Regions from separate parts of the Zea mays genome. Here all the other regions are linked to region 4. The links are chromatin contacts, called in public Hi-C maps. All regions are on one chromosome and are shown on one strand. Each heading gives the region's core, a stretch centred on a gene start, on an enhancer-like site or on the middle of the called end of the contact. The rest is flanking DNA. Distances are from core to core; before and after follow the strand shown.

What was found. Hi-C and Micro-C count contacts between places; a contact is called where the count stands out from the background.
Region 1: a contact with region 4 is called in a Hi-C map of leaf, with 6 times the contacts expected there. The contact joins the promoter of LOC103629177 here to the promoter of LOC100276845 in region 4. A contact is called at or near these places in 13 of 25 Hi-C or Micro-C datasets (bundle sheath, ear, endosperm and 4 more).
Region 2: a Hi-C map of leaf shows a contact between it and region 4, with 10 times the contacts expected there. The contact joins the promoter of LOC100384382 here to the promoter of LOC100276845 in region 4. A contact is called at or near these places in 18 of 25 Hi-C or Micro-C datasets (bundle sheath, ear, endosperm and 5 more) and 1 of 3 datasets of contacts at active chromatin or transcription factors (leaf).
Region 3: a Hi-C map of ear shows a contact between it and region 4, with 4 times the contacts expected there. The contact joins the promoter of LOC100276972 here to the promoter of LOC100276845 in region 4. A contact is called at or near these places in 3 of 25 Hi-C or Micro-C datasets (ear, leaf and tassel).

What each region holds. Positions count from the first base shown.
Region 1 is chr6:34,317,573-34,321,237 of Zm-B73-REFERENCE-NAM-5.0, reverse strand. It overlaps LOC103629177 (probable 2-oxoglutarate-dependent dioxygenase ANS), which reads right to left and starts at 1,347. Exons shown (of 3, transcript XM_020539849.3): 1 at 408-1,347; 2 at 1-306. The coding sequence starts at 883.
Region 2 is chr6:34,615,413-34,618,723 of Zm-B73-REFERENCE-NAM-5.0, reverse strand. It overlaps LOC100384382, which reads right to left and starts at 1,359. Exons shown (of 5, transcript NM_001362355.1): 1 at 921-1,359; 2 at 1-145. The coding sequence starts at 15.
Region 3 is chr6:34,713,081-34,716,456 of Zm-B73-REFERENCE-NAM-5.0, reverse strand. LOC100276972 reads right to left here and starts at 1,970. Exons shown (of 3, transcript NM_001150655.2): 1 at 1,593-1,970; 2 at 1,243-1,364; 3 at 219-743. The coding sequence starts at 1,869. The coding sequence ends at 579.
Region 4 is chr6:34,469,542-34,473,321 of Zm-B73-REFERENCE-NAM-5.0, reverse strand. LOC100276845 reads left to right here and starts at 1,486. Exons shown (of 5, transcript XM_020539818.3): 1 at 1,486-1,722. The coding sequence starts at 1,610.

The sequences.
Region 1 (3,665 bases), core at 98-2,597, 150 kb after region 4:
AAGGCGTCGGGCACGGGGTCGACGGTGACCCAGGCGCCGCGGCGGCGCACCTGGAGGCCGCGGACGCGGTCGTCGGCGAGGAGCACGGTCATGCCGCCCGGGTCGGAGTGGGACGACAGCCCCAGCGCGAGCTCCGGCTGCGGGCACCGCGGGTAGTAGTTCACGCGCACGCACACCCCGGCGCCCTCCGCGCCGCCGAACGCCTCCCGCAGCCGCGCCTCCCCGACGCCCAGCCCCGCCGACATGGCCGCCAGCAGCCGCCCGCACAGCGCCGCCACCTCGCGGCTGTACTCCTCCGTCGTCTTCCTGCCGTAAGCTCGTAAGTACATCAACTCCTCCGATGATCCGATCCTCCTCAGATGGAGTATAATAATAAAAAATAAATAAACAAGTAGTAGTTAATGTACCTGAGGCCGGGGGGCAGGTGGGGCCACTTGCGCGGGTCGCAGAGGTGGGGCGGGCGGACGTGGAGGAAGTAGTAGTCGCCCCAGTCGAGGAGGGCGCCAGCCTCCACGCCCAGCCGGCTGCCGTACCCCTCGTACGTGGCCGGCGAGTTGGCGTACCGCTGCTTCACCTCCATGGGCTGCCGGAAGAAGCCGCGCCACGCGCCGCGCGCGCGCCGCAGCAGCTCACCGGGCACGCCGTGGTTCACGGCCTGGAAGAAGCCCCAGTCGCGGCACGCCTCCGACACCGCGCGCGCCGTCGCCGGCGACGACAGGTCCACCACGGGGATCCCGCCGCCGCCCTCCTCCTCGCCCGCCGCCGACGCCGGCCGCTCAGCCTCCGGCTTCACGTACCGCGCCGGGATCGTCGCCGCGCCGCTCTCCGACAGCGACTGCACCCTCACCACCGGCTCCGGCCACCCAGCCGCCGCGCCTTCCATCCTCGATCGATCGATCGATCACTGCAGCCTTCGATATATCTTCCTTGTTGGGATGCTCTTGGACACTGCGCGTTGCACTTGCTAATTCTGCTGAGCACAGCCTAAAGCTTCAATTCGCCGATATTTGTCAACGACGGCGAACCAAGCGTGAACAACGAACGCTGGCCTGACGACGGAATTACTACTAATAATAATATTATGCATGCATGTATATCAACAGCAAGCTAAGGGATCAGATCAACAAAAGATAGATATGATGCCAGCATCTCATCTCATCATCTGGAGCTGGAGCAGAGATAGATAGATATATATAAAGAGACCAGAGAAGAGGATATCTGAGAATCGGAGATGAGAACAAAATTAAAGAAGATGCATGGAGATAGCTACTAGCTAGAGAGGAGGACAGGATCACAGCCACAGCTAGCACACAGGTTCTTTTGCTGTGCTGTGTGTGTGTGTGTGTCGATCATGTCATGCGTGCTATATATATTTTGGCCGGCAGTATAGCTTTAGTCAAGCCGATAGCGCTTCGTGTCTAGCTCGATTAGGCAGCCGCTAGCTAGCTAGCTAGCTAATCGGACAGAGTATACTTGGTTTATCTTTTAGACCAATAAGAGATCGATCTGCTGTACGTTGCTGAATGCTGCTGATGCGGCGGGCGAAAGCAACGCACGCAAATAGCAAAACGTGACTGAATTTCTGTTGCGCATGTGACGGCACCGCACGGAGCAGCGGGGTCCACACAGTGACGTGTAGCCTGGAGCGTATGCATAATACAAACCATGTACTCTAGCAGGCATGTGGCCCACCGTAGCGTGCAAATGTACTTGCTCCGTTCAGTATATATCTTCACTAGTGCGTTTTAGACGGCATATATATATAAATATTAAATAAGGCACAACAAATTAATACATGAAACCGAACAAATATATCAGCGACAACTCGCGAGTCTATGATCCTGTTTGACACAGCTTATTTTCAGCTTCTTCACAAATTTAAGTCAAAATTCTGCCAAACAGACAGCTTCTCCAGCAGCTTATCAGTTTAGCTGTTCTCAGAATGAATTAAAAGCAGCCAACAAGTATAAGCTGCTTTTCACCAACTTATCAAATAAGCTGTTTTTTCAATAAGCAGCAGTTGTACCAAATATGGTCTATGAGGGAGGTGAAGGCGGTGCCGAGGGTGGGACGCATCGGCGACAACTGGCGAGTCGGCGGGGGTCATCAGGATGGGAGAGGTAAATACAGTTTCGCGGATAGGGCATGGCAGTGGTTGGCGAGACGGAGGTCATCTTTAAAAAAAAATATAGCTAAAAGCAGAGCGGTGTAAAACCTTTCAAATCAAGAGAGGATTCGGACTTTCGGAGCATCTCAACCGGACGAAAAAAACGGTGGAAGTGCAAGTGCTGCTCCTCCTAGGTACACATCGTGCACGTGCACCCGAAGTCGTCTCTCATTTAATTTACCTTTCTGCCCCTAGCTAGACAGTCTAGTACTAGTGTCTGTAGCACGAGCAATAGCACCCCAATTTTTAAAAGTTTGTCCTCGGCCTGTTGACCTGTGAGCATCTCCGAATCAAGCCCATGCATGCGGCCCATAAAAAGTTTGGAAAAATTATGTTTATGTCATCAGATTTTATACTTATTCCTCGTATGCCAAGTATCATATAGATAACTTTTTGTGTTTGTATAATATGTGGGACTAATGACACACGAAGAATAGGTATATTTTCCGGTGACATATAAGGAATTGCCCATAAACGATTCTGCTACCGCGCGCATCCAGTCAGACTCATTTGCAGGTGCGCTATTTTCCACGAGGTGGGTATCTTATACGGCTACGGACACTTTAGAGCATCTCCACTATTTTTTGTAAAATATTCCCTAAAAACAAATATGGAGAATTGCTAAATGATAAGAGAGACTTAATTTTTTTGTGTTTTCCAATAGTTCTCTATTTTTAGTTAACAAATATTTCAAATTATGTCACCTCAGATTCTTTTAATGGGCCTATTTTGTCTTGATCCTATACGCTATGATGATACCTATTTTGTGTTTTTCAATAATTATCTATTTTTAGTTTAACAAATATTTTAAATATTTCAAATTATGTCACCTCATTTTTTAATGGGCCTATTATGTCACCTCAGCTTCTTTTAATGAGCCTATTTTCCACTATGGTTGACGAGGTGTTGTCGTGATGCATGTGCTCTAGTAGCAACATGGTTGAGTAGATGCTGCCTTGATGTGCTTCACAAAAGGCTGACCAACCAAACTAGGGATGTCAATTTTACCCGTGGGTTCGATATCCATCAGATATCCGATTCGTCCGGTCCGGTATAAATTTGTACCCGTGGATCTGGCCCGTACCCGACCCGTGATAAAACCGGGTCGGGTACGTATATTTTTTGTCGCCCGCGGGTTACCCGTAGATATCCGTAAAAACTAAAAATCTAGTGAGCATGTATCATGAAGACTTGAAGTGTTCTCATATTATGTTCTGTATGTCTGTTGTCGGCGTTTCGAGACCGGGGGGTCCCTGGGCCGACGAGTGAATGTCGCCGCGTGCCCCAGCCCAGATGGGTCGGCGCGAGGCCGAGCGCGAAGTGGGGAAGTGAGGTGGCCGGAGATGGGCGTGAGAGAGGTGGAAATCCCGCGGCCTTCGTGTTCGTCCCGCGCCCAGGTCGGGTGCGCTTGCAGTAGGGGGTTACAAGCTTCCACACGGGAGAGGGAGCGAGCGGCCTCACGCGAGCGCCTGTCTCGTCCTCGTCCCCGCGCGGCTAA
Region 2 (3,311 bases), core at 110-2,609, 150 kb before region 4:
CGGCGGCGGAGGCATCCACGTCGCCGTTGTCGTCGTCGTCCCAGCGGCGGCTGTACGAGGCTTCGGCCGCCGCCGCAAATCGCATGCGCGCGGCGAAGCCAACTCTGGGGAGTCTCTGACCTCCTGCTCCTAACCCGTAAGAAACCTACACAGAGGCGCACGCACGGAGTCAGAGGGAACCACGCGCCCGTCAGGTTAAGGAAGCCCAGATTGCCGGCCGCGGCGAGACGGATTCATGAGCTCAGGACTCACGGTTTCCAACCGGAGGCGGCACCAGGTTTGACAGGCAAGAGCGCCCAGCCCCTTGAGGACACGTAGACGCGGCGTGGGCGGGGCAGCAGCCGGCCGCCTGCCGGCGAGGAAGAGCCGCGGAACAAAAAGAGAAGCGGCGATACGAAGCGCCCCGGCGGCGCGGGCAGGCGCTCCCAGGGTCGAAAGCAGCGGAGGCAGGGCGGGCAGGTCACGGCGCACGCTGATCTGCGCCCGCGCCGGGGGTCGTCGGCGGTGCGTCTGGGGCCCTCTGGGGAGCGTAGAGAGGTGGAAGAGGTGAGCGGGAGGCTGGAGAGGTGAGGCCGTGAGGGAGGAAGAGGGAGAGGGAGAGAGGACAAGGAAATGGGAGAGGAAACGGAGGCCGCGCCAACGTGAGCCGATAAAGCGGATGCGCCCGGCCGGGCCTGAGCCCGATTTGATGCGCGCCCCTCACGTCCGCGGCCCCCCGTAGGGCGTAGAGAGAGAGAGAACCGGGAGGGGGAAAAGAAATAAATTCCGGGATTTCGCCCATTTAATAACAGGCTGTTTTCTTTTATTTATTTGTTTCATTTATTTATTCGGTGACCAAAAAAAGGCGGAACACGGAAAGGACGGAACACGGAAAGGATAAGCGAGATTGGCAACGCAGCAAGCAAGGCAAAACTTCCTACCTGGCCCGGCGAGTTACCGCTTCTGCCCCCGGCCCACCACGGGATTCACGAGAACGCCAGCCCCCGACCGACGGCCAGGATGGCAGGTGCCGTAACGGAAGCGAACTCCCAGAGGCAGTCCGCGGCGGGCAGGGCACCGCCTCGCGCCTGCCGTCCCCACGGAAGACGAGGCCGAAGCCGGTGCCGCCGGCGAGCCCCACGATCTGCGCTGCTTGTCGGCCCGGCGAGCGCGGCCATTCGCGACGCCGGAGCAGCCCCGGCGGCTGCTGATCCGCGCCGGGCGATCGTCGTCTGGGAGCGGATCGATCGCAGCGCGGCGGAGCAGAATTGAGCGACGAGGGGGGAGGCGCCGGGATCTGGTGGGTAGCGAGCGAGGCGAGCAGAAGCCATCGCAGATCTGGTCGTGGTAAACGAAGCGAGCAACATCCGTCGCCAAGAGCCGAAGAGGCTGCTCCGATCTGCTTCCGGCAGCAGCGCGGGCCGATATGCGAGGAGGTTATGGTAATGCTTGCGCTGCATGGGTTGGGGGATTTCGGTGGCGCTGGCGTCGGGCGTGTTTTGGGGTGGCCGGAGAGGAGGGATCCGGGCCGCTTGGTGAGGAGACGGACGGCTTGGATCGGCCCTGGGAACAGGTCGAAAAGCAATCATGGCACGATTACTGACGGGTCGGGGCGGGTGAAAGTGTATGGTCCACAGGCTGCGCTGCGCGCTCAGGGAACCCGGCTGACAGCTGTGGTGGACTAATAATATCTACACCAGATTTTTTTTATTATACTCCTTATCTTACTCCATATTTCAAAATCTTATCTCCAAACAATACATCTATAGTAAAAATATGGGAAATTTGGATACATACCATTAAAAGATCACCACTTTGGATCCATACCATTACTATCTCACTTACATGTGGATCCACATGAGTCAATGACATGTGGGTCCATGGTATATATCTAAAGTTTGGATCTTTTAATGGTATAGATCCAATTGTTCCTAAAAATATTGTTAAACATACGTACGACATGCTGAAGTTGGTCTAAGACCATCTCCATGAGTTCTAAAATATAGCTCTAGAAATCGAAATAAGACTGTAGTTAAAATATTTTAGACATCAAAAAAATTACTCCAGCAGATATTTAGAAAATAAATCTTGTTATTAGAAAATAAATAATTGTAGATTAAGAAAAAATAAGGATATGACTTCAATATATAAGGTACTATATTTAAGACTCCAGAGACCGAAACATATAATAGTTTGATGAATTTTAATAAAATAGGATCAATATTGGTGTCGTTTTATGTTTCCGGGGCTTATATTTTAAAATACAACATTGTTTAGGGCCCTCTTCAAAACGCTCTAATGTTCATTTTTAATAAAAAAAAGTTGTGGGTTTTTCTTTAGTTTTTTGTTTATGTGTTGACATTATTTTAATTAACCATACCATGTCAACACTTGTAGAGTTGTTTTAGATATAGTGGTTATGCAGAATTTTTGTATCACCGCCTAAAAATTCGGGCGAAGGGGGAAAGACCGCCCTCGCGGAATTATATTAAGAAGAGACATAAACATAACCTCGGCCGAGAAAATCCCCCGTCACTAGTGGGCTGTCACCACCCACTCTACAACTGCTCAGTCGGAGGATGACGCGCATGACGTAACTCGAGAGCGGGTGGGACACAGCGAGGAGAGTTTTTAACCAAGCCCAAAAATCGTCCCGAGAGGGGTCGAACCCAAGGCCTTGGAGGTGCTACTCGAAAGCATTAACCATTACACTAGATGCTCTTTTCGTTGTCTGTGTCCCCTCATCATCAAGGGGCTACGGACTGCTTCTTAGCAAAAGCTTCGATCATGTCGAGCAGGTTATCTATATGGTCATCTAAAATATTGTTTTGCATTGTTCACATAGTAGAGTTTGAAATAGGATATAAGATGGGATAGATGATGGGTAAGCTGCTAGAGATAATCTTAGTTGATACATCTTAGGTAGAACATATTAAATATGTGATGGTCGACATCACAAGGCAAACTAAACTCAGTGCACTCAAGACCTATATAGAATGTGTAGCGGTCGTATGGCTGTAAAGTCATACGTGCAAACATGGAGTGTACCATAAACCGCGGTGAACATACCAAATGCATTTTTCCTATTTTTCAATTTACCATTCAAATACTCGTGCTTATACTCATACATCACGATGTTAGTCTAAGACAATGTGTTGAGCATTTAATCACCAAAACAAACTAGAAATGTCCCAATGGCACATTTCCCTTTCACCGCCTGTGGGTGTCTCCAGAAGACAACGGCCACCTGAGCGTGTCTCGGGTGCTTGAGGGCTTACCTCAAGACGATGGGCGCCTGAAGGTGTCTCGGGTAACCGAAGGCATGGATCAAG
Region 3 (3,376 bases), core at 721-3,220, 240 kb before region 4:
TGCAGACAGGAACTGAGACAGAATGAACGAAGAGTGACACTTGTGATGAGTGGAGACAGTGGACTACGGAATATAAATCTGCATCAGGTTCATGAATGTCTTTTTTTTCAGAATCACAACTATCGTTAAGATATTTTTCAATCCAATGTAAAATTGTATTCAATACATCAAAATTTCAAAACTGCTGGAAAAGATGACCAAGAGGTAGTTGGGACGTAGATCAAAAGACTAGCAAGCATTAGTTGCTTGAATACTGACAGTACAAATTATGTATCATAGAACAAGTGTACCAAAACTATATATTGCAGACAACAGCCATCTCAGATGTCAAGCACACAGATACCATCGCATCACTTATTCTAAATTACATCAAAAGTAAACAAACTCCAAACATGGTCTAATGAGAGTCTGTATTAAAAAAACAGTTCCGGCATTTGATATTACTGTTGAAAGAAGTGGTACTGGTCTTCCATTCCATCACAAAGAATTGTGACAATTTAAACTATGTAGGAACAAAGGAGGAGAAAATAGAGCAGCAGAAACAGGTTAGACGCCTTGCCATTTTCCAGAGCAGGCCCTTATGCCATTACAGCTTTAACGTCTTCCTCAATCTGTTTTAGCTCTATCAACCTTGCTGCCCATGCCCGCTCTCTTGCCACAGCAGCCATCTTCCTTTCTGTTCGTTCTGCCTCCTTTCTCTTAACAGCAGCAGAATACTGAGCTCTGCGCTTCTTCTTCTCAGCCTGTACAAGTAACACATGCATTTTAAGTGTTTCATTAGAAACTATAAGGGCGATACATCAGCTCTAACTAGAAACGTAGAGCTCAGATCCAGGTAACACTACTCAGCCATATCGACTGAGTTGCTTTGGTCGATATTTCAGTTTACTCATGTATCTCTATGCCAGGCTTGGGTTATGCCATTCACTTGCTTGGGTCCAGGAAAATGAAGAGATTGTAAAATAGTGAATCAAAAGAAGGTTGATTTTAAACTCTGCTGAGCACCGCTGGAATTGACTGGGTGGCATAAAAAGTTATTGTGCAGATCCGTTTCATGGTGACACTTGGGACTGCTAGGCGACATCTACCTATCAACTCTCAAGATTTTATTGGTGAAAAAAATTCCCCTTCCAGCATAAAGGAAAATCAAGCTAGGCTTACATAGCATAAAACAGAATACCGTAGCAGTAAATCAACAGTAAATCGACAGTAACGGCTATAGAGAATGCAAAGGGCATTCACCATGATAAAGTCCTTGCGCTGCTTGATCCGCTTCTTCTCCTTCCTCCCTCGTACGCTCCCTTGGTTCGGCTGACTAACTGGTATGGGCTCGTCAGGCTTGCACTTCACCCAGTAGTACGGACCTGCGGACGAGCAGCAGCATGGACATTAGTGACAGAACTGAACAAGCGGACGAACGGCGTTGAACCTATCAGGGACCCCAGCAGAAACTCTGTAAATAAACTACAAGAACACAGCCACGCTCCAATCGAGCAGCGAAAATAAGAGGAATGATATAGAACAGATGCAAAACTAGCCAGATCGAAGCGTCAGGACAGCTAGAAACGAAAGGCCGGAGAATTCCTCCACACCTTTGGGGCGCAAGCTAGCCCTCTTCCGGCGGTTGGCGAAGCCCGGCCGGCGCTTCGGGAACCGGGTGTCCATGAGCCCGCCGAACAGGGTGGCCCCCATGGGCGGCGCCTGCGACGCGGTGGCGGCGGCGGCGGAGAAGGAGCGGAGCCCGATCGGGTCCAGGAACCGACGAGGAGCGGGCGGAGGAGGTAGTGGGTGCGGGGCGCGACGGGGGAGAACCGCCGCCGGCGAGGAGAGCGCCGGAAGGGCTCGCCGGAGCGCTCGGAGTAGCGCCATTGGAGACGGTTCTAGAAGGTCGCTGCCCTGATGGGCTAGGGTTTTTAGCAGGGAATGGTGTGCGACGCTGCTCAGGGGCGACCGGGCGAGTGTGCTGCTGCGTTCAAATTGTGTATTTTTGGTTCTACGCAAACGGTGTACCAAAGGCGTACTCCTTCTAGTCCCCACTCGCAGAGAATATACTCCACCACTCACTCTTCAGACTTCATGTACTCAACGAGTATATAATTTAATTGGATTTACTAAAAGAATATACATAATATAGAGTTAATATATGATATTCGTTTGGTATTATGAATATTAATACTTTTTTATACACACTACTTAAAATAAATATTACTTCCTCCATTTCAATTATAATTCGTTTGACTTTTTTACCCTAGTTTTGACCAGCTTGCTTTATTAAAAAATCATATTTATTGCTAATTTTTACTGTAACATTGTTTAGCATATAATATACTTTAAGTACGATTTTTTTATTTTTTAAAAAATGAATAAGACGAGTCGATCAAACTTGACACAAAAAATCAAATAAATTATAATTTGGGACACAGGCAGCATTACTTTTTATAGTGTTACACGTGAAAGCCTTCGAGTCTCTTTTCTAAGAATTTGACTGTGGAAAGAATATGGGCATCGTGAGTATTACATGTGCAGGAAGATGAAGATGTAGTATTTAGACTTAAAAAAAGTGACGGATTCCTACTATAAGTCGCCTAGAGGGGGTGAATAGGCGAAACCTGTGAATTATAACTCTAAACCCAGACTTGATCCCTTGATTAGTGGTTAGAACAATATGCACAATTTATCGGAGTATAAAACTAAGTCCTTTGCTTGCAAAGAGTATTGCTTTAAAAGAATGCGGAATTAACAAAAGCAATACTACTAAGAATGTTTATAGAGAATAATGCAAGAGGGCTTAGATGAGAAGATAAATAACACAAGTTCTTTCTTGCAAGGCGTTACTTCTCTGAATGAGAATTTAACTCAAAGCAACACAAAGTAATATTAATAAAGGATAGTGCAACAGAACTTAGAGAAGGAGAAAACGAACAAATCACAAGCAATAAACACAAGTGACACGGGTGATTTGTTTTACCGAGGTTCGGTTCACCAAGAACCTAATTCCCGTTGAGGAGTCCACTAAGGACGAGTCTTTTTTAACCCTTTCCCTCTCTCCACCGATCACCAAGACCGGCGAGTGCTTCTTCTTAATCTCAAGGATCACTAATACCCCGCAAGGACCACCACACACTTAGGTGTCTCTTGCTAGCGTTACAAGTCTCCAAAAAGTTTGGTGGAAGATGAATGGGAGTCAAAACTCCACGCTCAAATAATCACAAGATGTAGCACACACTTTCTCTCAATGACTTTCATAAGGCACTATCGCTAAACACACACGAGTAGCTCTCTTTCGCTTGATCTCTCTTTTGTGGCACTTGTGAGGCTTTGATGTGGGCTAAATCTTGTGTATGAGATAGATCAATGAATGGAGGTGGTTGGGAGG
Region 4 (3,780 bases), core at 237-2,736:
AAACATCACCAAGTTCTACCACTAGACAAACACCGTTCTTCGTGAATTCGTGATATATATGTCAAAAGCCATACTCCCATCCGAGATGGAGCATCGATCGTTTTGGGTCCTCAACTTCACAGAAGCGCAGTCACAATACGGCTGTGTTGATGATCTCAACGAGCTCAAAGAATCTAGGGACTTAATAATGATGCAGTCCACCAGCTAGTTCAATGAACACTAGAAAATAATGATGCGGTCAACCTGTTCTTGGTGTCCAATATTTTGCCTTCAACTTTGTGAGATAGATACATAGCTGGAAAAGAATTCGATGAAACTAAATATGTAAGTTCAATTATTCTCATCCCACATGGACTGAAGGATATTGGAAAAATTTAAGAGTAATTTTGACTTGCTATGGATTTAAATCACCCAATCCTGTCTAAACCACATAGATTGCACTAAAACGAACACGCTCTAAATCGTCTCAATAACATCAGAACTAAATCGTCTCAATAACATCAGAAAAATGGTTGGTAGAGAGAAAAAAAAGGATCCATGATATGTATTTCGTAATTCCTGGCTCAAGTATATCATTGATTAGGAATAGAGGGATATGTGTTTGTACGACTCCTTTACAACATCACACACACAAAAGCAAAGATTGGTAGCCGTTAATAAATTATTTTCCTTTATTCTCCTGTGTTTCCCACACTACAAATTTAGGATGAAAATGATATAAAGTGTTATAATAACCGAACAAACCACCCCTGAACTGCTAAGGCCCCGTTTGTTTCCCTTCATTTTGAGGAATAGGAATCTAACTAATCAGTAGTCTATTTTTTAGAATGTGATATTCACAACTTTCCAAAGATTATATATAAGCCCATCTTAAATTCATGAGGTGAGATATAGAAATTGATTTTATAGATTTATATACTATTTTTCTAATGTACAACTTATAGCACACTTTTCTATTTGCTTCTCTATAGAATAAGTGTTGTATATAACTATCTCTCATATGATTTATGATAATATACAAATATACTACATATATAAATATATTAATTTAATTAGTTTGTGTCTACATTTTGTCATGCATTTTTTTAGACCACACAAGGAGGTTTTTGCCCTAGAATTTTTCTAAACCAAGTTCAGATATGGGCTGAAAATTCATGAGTGCGCTGGAAAATTCATGGTCGACGACGCCTTTTGGGACGGAGGAGGATGACGGTGAATTCGTTTTTTTCTTTTATTTTTCTTTTAGAAGATGAGAAAAAGGGCTGACTATATATTTTTTCTTGCTGACCAAGGCGGGCCAGGCCAAGGCGGGGAGCCGGGGACCATTCACTGGGGCGCGCTGCACGCCTGCACCTACTGGGCACTGGCTACTGCTGCACCTGCACTGCACAGCACATGCCTGTCGTTGGCCTGTGGGCCCCCGTCCGTGCACAAACAGTCAATGCGCTTCCCGTTACTTTTCACTTTCCCCTAGTTGCAGTACCCTAGTAGACGCCTACCCGTGCGTGTCCCGCCTGTCCGGTGTCGCGTGCCGAGGCTGTGAGGCCGTCGCGTCTCGCGTCACTGGCTCCCCGCTCCTCGCAGCACCAAAAACGCGGCAGGCCGAGAAATGTTCCCGACCGCGAGGACCATGACACCGAGCAGGAGACGGAGGAAGGGGAGCGGGAGGCGGTGGCGGTTACCCGCGCCTGCACCTGGCTTCAAGCCTCCGATCCGCCCAAGGTCAGTTGCGGTGCGGCATCCTGCCTTCCATTTCGGCCATTACTCTCAGCTTCGCTCGAGCTCCTATCCTCGCCCTGCAATCGCGGCGGATCCGGCGTTCCCCACTCCGTGTGGGTCTAGGTCCGGTGCGCGCGCCGCTGCCTAGATGCTAGCTTTTGCACGGCGGGTCGCTGGGCTCCGACTTCTCGTCTCCTGCTGTTTCCGACGCCATTGTGACCCCCCTGGATTGGATGGAGGCTGCAAATCCCCCGCCTCCGACGATCCGACCGGTGGCACCCTGTTATTACCTGATTCATCAGTCATTCGATTCGGATGCTGCATGCATGATGCTGGTGTTTCGATTGGAGTATAAGCCTGTGCATTTGATAATTGATTTTGTTATTGGTCTATCAGCCAAGGTTGCACGTCTGTTTTTTTGGTCGAATCCCACGACTACTTTTTTACTGCTAGTGGAGATTCTTTTTTACTTCACATGAGGCGTAGGGTAGACGAGTCCAAATGAGTTGTTGAGCAGGTACTACTTGGGTCTTGGGAATTCCATATGCTAGGGGTAGGACGAGTCAACATCGGGAGTTGCTTTCAGCTACTGTTCCTAGCTCGGTTTTTTCTGGGGACGGAAAATAATGCTAAATAAAAAAATAATCTGAAAAACGACACATCTCCCCCTAGATATTTTGAACTGTTAATCTGGCACTTTGTTCTCGCAGGCATCATAAATGATGAATATGGGGGCACATTGTATGATGGATTCCTTGGAGTGCTAAATGCTACTCCGGGGTTGTCCCAAATCATTTATAGCTTGGCAGGAGTAGCAACAGGCATCTATTCTTCACTGTCAGGGTAAATTACCTTCGGCAGTCTCCACTTTATATACCACATGCTTCTTCAAGCACAGTGAGCATTTCCTAATTCCTATTATACCGCTTAACAATAATCTCGAAGGAGAAGTGCAATTTCTTTGTCTTCCTTCGTACCAGACAACCCTTCATATAGTTATATGTAATTGAATGTCGTCAAGTTTTGTATAAGCTGGAAGTTTATTTTTCTGTTTTCTCATAGTTTGGGAAGAAAGAGATGCCTGCTTGTCAATGGTAGTGAATCATGCCCGATTTAGGTCAATTTATGGTTGGATTTATCTCACCTACAAATATGCTTTCTATCCTTACACTATTAGTTAGCTTTGTTACTCTTGTGGCCCGAACCTGTCAGTTTAAGTATTTCAATATTTTTGCCTAAGCCTATAGTGTGATGATGAGAAGTACTACAACAATAAGCTGGAGCTTGAATGGTCCAGTGTGAAAGTAAGTTTTCAACTGAAATCCTTGAAATACATTAGACTTGTGATCTTTTTACAAGCTTAATGTAAAACGCATTAAGAAAACTGTATATGCTTAGCAGAAAGTGATTGATTGGTGTAGAAGTTCTTTTCAGTTGACGTTAAAGCTTAATGGAGATCACCGCTCAGGATGCTAAATGAAGTAGAAAATAGTGCCCAGAAATAAGTAGTAGGAAAAAAAACTATTCTGTTTTAGGATAAACTTCTGAGTGGTAGCAATATATTTTATTTTCGGAGTTTGGATTTATTCCAACACAGTGAGTAGTCTGGGTTAACTGTGGCTTCAGAGCTGTGTTTGCTATCACTTTTCTGACTGTGATAGTGTGATATGATCTTTTTGAGTAAAAGTTTGATTTTATCAACTTTCTGATTCCGACTTCCACCACGGTTGATTAGTAGATCATACACAGACATTTCGTGCTATCTGTAAAATCTGATCTGGAACTTCTTTGCCTATTGAAATTTTGTAGTTCTTCTTCATTGAAGAACCGAGAAAGTTATATCATTGTATATATGCATTCACACTACTATATGAGTATATTTTTGTTGTGCCTTTTGCTACAACTTTGCTGTGGTTTTCGATTTTCATCTCTACCGCAACTTTGCTTGGGACTCAAATGTTATATTGTGTTGCTATGACGCCAGATCTGTAAATGTTACCTATAATAATAAATCTTACATATACCTAGAGGTGGTAATGGATCATGATCTAAATGCTTCTT